Linked DNA regions of Capsicum annuum: region 2 is linked to region 1. The links are chromatin contacts, called in public Hi-C maps. All regions are on one chromosome and are shown on one strand. Each heading gives the region's core, a stretch centred on a gene start, on an enhancer-like site or on the middle of the called end of the contact. The rest is flanking DNA. Distances are from core to core; before and after follow the strand shown.

The links. A called contact is a pair of places that touch in the nucleus more often than the background predicts.
Region 2: a Hi-C map of leaf shows a contact between it and region 1, with 2.4 times the contacts expected there. The contact joins the promoter of LOC107843044 here to the enhancer-like site in region 1. A contact is called at or near these places in 2 of 5 Hi-C or Micro-C datasets (bud and leaf).

The regions. Positions count from the first base shown.
Region 1 is chr9:10,181,571-10,184,270 of UCD10Xv1.1, reverse strand. No RefSeq gene overlaps it. Among protein-coding and RNA genes, the nearest start is that of LOC107842216, 8.9 kb to the right of the region's middle. Within about 2 kb of position 1,385, at least 4 of the 5 cell types and tissues checked have an H3K27ac peak or open chromatin away from gene starts, as enhancers often do. A contact at or near this core is called in leaf, where this site is marked.
Region 2 is chr9:10,251,250-10,253,949 of UCD10Xv1.1, reverse strand. LOC107843044 reads left to right here and starts at 1,259. Exons shown (of 4, transcript XM_016687179.2): 1 at 1,259-2,226. The coding sequence starts at 1,458.

The DNA of each region.
Region 1 (2,700 bases), core at 136-2,635:
GCACACCGATAAGAGGAAAACTCAAAATTTGTGGCATGTATGTGGCACACAACAACTTTTATCTATGTGAATGAAAAAGTTGATATACTTATCATTCAAATAAAAGTTATGGATATTAAGATTCAACACTTTATGATAACGTAATATTTCAAAATCAAGTAATAATAAGTTTAATTAAAGATTCAACTATAACCACAAGGGTTGGTGTGGTGGTTCACCCCTTAAGCAAGAGGTTGGGGGTTCGATCCCCACCTCTGGTGAATGGAAAAGACTCTGTGGCCAGTTCCCTACCGCTTAGTGCGCTGACAGTAGGAACGGATGATTAGTCTCACGGTTGCCGGTTGTGGGGATACCTTAGGAAACCCAAAAAAAAAAAAAGATTCAACTATAATACTAATGATTCAAATAAAAGTTATGGATATTAGGATTCAACACTTTATGATAACATAATGAATAATATTTCAAAATATCGTCAAACAACATAGTCAAAATTAAGACACTTAAATTAAAAAAAGAAAGAAAATGAAAAATAAACCTTTGATTTTTTTTTACCACTTCATTCGACGACAACATGCTTATTTCTTTCAATTTTTTGATCGAAAATTTTCAACTGAAAGAGAAACAAGAGAAATTATAGGAGAGAATTTATTATCAATACCAAAGTAAGAGGGAAAAGTAGAAGTTGAGCGTATGCATGTTTTTTGTAAATTTTGGTCTAAATATTATTTATATAGAATTATAAAATTTGTTTTATATAAGGTAAAGTTATGTTAAATATTATGATTTCTTACCTAAATTAAAAAATTATAGATTAAAGAAGTCACCGACAAAATTAATTGTAAATAAAACTTTATCCAAAATCTAAAAGAATGTATGAGAAAAATGTACTACGAATTTTTTAAAGATTTACTTAAGGTTAAAAATTTAATTGAATATGAACACTTCCCCCCAAAAAACATATGATAATGTATATTATCAATTCATTATTTTTTTTTTAAATGATTTATTTGAGGTAAAAAGTTAATTGACTTTTATTTCCTATATTTTAGTTACATAATTCAAATAAGGAAAAGTTTTATTATAAATATTTAATTAATTTTTAATTTTTAAATATTAAAAAAATAGTGAAAAGACGATTTTGTCTAAAACGAAGATATTTAATAAATGGCAAAAAATTCAAATCACTTTTTTAAGGACCTTCAAATTTTTAATATACATATATATATATAAATTGTATCTATCTATCTATCTATCTATATCTATATCTATATATATATATAAGTGGATATAGTTGAATTTAAGGATAGTGTCTAAATCAGACAGAGAAACCTGACAGCATGTAATTGTAGAGATGAAGAATTGGACCATTAATACAGAGGGTATTAGCTGTTTCTCATCAATAGACTTAATTAAGCATTAATATGAGCATGCCAGTCTAGCAGATATATGGCACAGCACATAGAAATCTAAGAAAATTTAAAAAATTAATAAAGTGGAGAATTATCAAAAATTAGTCTTTAATATTAAGCTAAAATAACCTAAGAATAATTCTAATATAACAACAACATATCTGGCGAAATCAACAAGTGGAAGCTCGGAAAGATAGTTTATACATATACCTTATCTTAGATTGAGAGATAAAAGAAAAGGTAAGTCCGGTGCACCCAAGCTCCCACTATGCGCAACGACAGGAGAAGGGCCTGACCACAAGGGTCTACCCTTTACAGCCTCACCTTGCATTTCTGTTTTCACGGCTTGAACCAGTGACCTCTTGTTTAGATGGCAGCAACTTTATCTTGGATAGGGAGATAGAGAGCCAAAAATACTTCTAATATGCTATGATATTATCAGTTTTATGTCAAGCATGTACGATTTACTTTCAATATCTCACACCATGGAGATATTGGAAAGAATTTAATCGAACAATCCCACGCTCAGATTAATTATCTGAGATATCCACATCGTGCAAGTATTTATATTTGCTATCAAAGTCATATGCTTCTCTCTATGTGTATGTTTCTCCAAGCTATGAATAAAGATAGTAAGCCGACTTGAAACGCTCAAATATAGTAGGTCGAACTCCTCACCACCACTCAGCCAATGTCATATATATATTTGTCTAATCGAATTATTGACTTTGATATCAATTGGCCGACTAAACTAGCTAAAAATACTCTTTTAACATTGTGCAATATTATCCATTTGGATCAACCATACATGATTTAAGCCAAATTTATTAAATTCAAATAAACTTATCACCTGTACACTAAATTTGTCCTTATTTTGTACTCCAATGTACTCATTTCTAAACCTCAAAAAAAGAAAAAAATAGAAAAAAAAAAAAGAAAAAAGAAAAAAGAAAAATTGAATTAGATTTAAATAGGTCAAAGTAGATCATTGACGGGCATGGAACTTTCTGCAATAATGTACATGGACCTCAATCTTTATTACTAGTTCATCTTTGTCCACTATTTTCAAGGAAATTTATTTTTTTATTTTAATAATACCAAGAAATAAATAAGTATAATGAATTTGATAATTCTAGGAAAAGGACTGCTCTTAATTATATTAATCAAATATATACAATTCCATCCAGCCAAATGCCTTAACAATTTGGTCCACAAAATGATGCCTAAGAAATAAACGACCTTCACATGAACACTTACTCACCGACGACCTCGCTTCAGGACCAGAGACGAA
Region 2 (2,700 bases), core at 10-2,509, 70 kb before region 1:
TGGTGTGTATTTCGTGCCTTCCTTGTCTTGTCTCATATCAATACTAGCTTGGTTTGATTTGGTTTTACTCTAAAATAATCGACAAATTAACCGAACCGAACCGATAATCTTTATATATATATATATATATATATAATATAAATATTTGGTACATTTTATATTTTAATCATGATTTAAGTTTAATGGTAACACTTTTAGTTATATGTCTTCATCCAGTTGACAGTACCTTATGTGATTCTAAATGATTTTCGCATTTTGAATAAAAAATGATATTGATTGTGAAAATATATATTGGAATTTACGGCCGAATTTCATTAGACTATAAACAATCACTAGTTTTGAACTTTCTTTTTGGTCCTTGTTAAGCAAGAATTTATGTGTTCACTTTTATCATTTTGTTATATGTAGTTTCTGAATATATTTTTTAGAAGCGTTCATAGGGTATTGTTCGTGGATTTGCCTAAGTATAACATTCGTTTGACACCTTTGTTTCAAGGTTTAAGCACAACACTCGATTGACATCTCATATGTCGGATGAATTTATTTTTTTTAAATCTCAAATTTTATCACTAGTTAAAGTTATAAATCGAAAAAATCAAACCTAATCGAACTAAACCGACAAAAATCAAACTGACACTTATTTCTTTTGTTTGGTTTGATTTAGTTTTAGAAATTTAAAAATCAACTAATTTGATTTAATTATGATTTTGACCAATAATTGAATTAAATCGACCCATGAACAATCTTACAAAATAGTGCAGTAATTCAAAAATAATAGACAAATACAATAACACAACTACTAGTACAATAAAAAACACCAAAAAGCCTAAGCCTTCAAAACGTACATCATCGCTCCTACTGCACTAACCATCTATCCAAATAGGCATCCTTCCTACACTTACTGATAGATTGGCCCAAACCCAAAATCTTCATATATAGGCCCTATTAAAACGACCAAGAACTAACCACAAAATTGAAAAACTTATGAAAGAGCGGGAAGCACGTGAGCAAACTGAGATGACAAGCCACGTATTAACACATATTCCCTCCGTTCTACGATAAGTTAATTGTTGAATTTTGACACATTTATTAAAAAAAATAAAGACATAAATTTATCTTATTTTATTTATTTTTATCCTCTTTAAAAGACAAATACACATGACATGATAGGTTTAGAATTTTCTTTTTTTAATATTTACCTTAAATTATGAAACATTCACTTATTTTAAAATACTAAAATTGCTCCAACAATTGACGGTGAAACGGTGAAACGAGGGATTAGTACTCAGCAGAAAACTCTCCCAACTCCACATGCCGCACTGACAAAATTCAAAGCTTGTCACTTTCACTTCCTTATGAACTCCAACTACTCAAACTAGTACTAGTTGCACTTCTTTAATGTGATCTCTCTAGTCTCTTGTTTTGTTCAAAATCTTGAAAAAGAAAAAGAACACCCAATGTGGCCTGCTTTAGTTGCTGCTGCTGCAGCAGCAGGATCTGGCTTTTTAGCCAACAAAATCTTTAATCAAAATGCCACTCAACCCATTTCTGGTTTCACTGAAAGTGATAGTAAATGTGATAAACTCAATGACCCAGAAGTGTTTACCACTCCATTTCACCATAAAGATTCAAGCTTTACTAGTAATTGTGAAAAACCCAATGACCCAGAAGTGTTTACCACTCCCTTTCAGCATAAAGATTCAATCTTTGCCAGTAACTGTCAAAAACCCAATGACCCAAAAGGTTTAATCACTTGTTTTCAGAATAAAGATTCAAGCTTTACCAGTAATTATGATAAACCCTTTGACCATGAAGGGTTTATCACTCCCTTTCAGCATAAAGATTCAAGCTTTACTAGTAATTTTGGTAAAATCAGTGACTCAGAAGGGTTTAGGACTTACCTTCAGCATGAAGATTCAAGCTTTGTATGTAATCTTGGCTGTAGCATTCAAGAAAAGAGTGAGGGGTTATCTGATGGTTCAGTTTTTAGGTTTTCAAGTGCTTCTGGTTCTGAAATGGGGTTTAAGAATTTGAGGAAGAAAAATGTGGAAGGTTCTAGAAAGACCAAAGGGAATGGAAAATGTGGAAATGTAAAGGGTGGTGAAAAGGAATTGTTTAGGTTGGAGAAGAGGAAGAGTTGGAATGGGAAGAGATTTTATGTTTGTTTGAAGAAGAGGAGAACTAATAAAGTTCCTTCAGGAAAATGTGATTCTTGTGCTTCCAAAGGTAAAATTTCTAACATATTATATTGTCCTTGAAACATTTTTTGACCTTTGGAGGACGGAAATTAGGGTAGAGTGTTAGTGGGAAGGAGTGCGTCCGTAATAATAAGGAGGAGTTTTTTGTTTGTATCTGTGCCTGTAGTTTCTTGTTCGTAGTGTTCCAAGGATGTGTGTGATCTCGAATAGATAGTTTATAGTATTACTCTGTCGGTGTCTTATTTCTTTTATGATCTAGCGGTGTGTTATCTCATTTTGTTGTTTATATTTATGTTTTTTGTGGTTATAGCCCATCAGAAACTTCTCTACTTCGTGTAAGGTAGTGGTATAGACTGCGTACACTTTACCCTTCCCAACCCCACTTTGTGGGAATACACTGGGTATGTTGTGGTTGTTGCTGCTTTGAACTGTTTTACCTTGAGCCAAGGGTCTAACGTAAACAACCTATCTACTTCCAAGGTAGTGGTAACATCTGCGTATA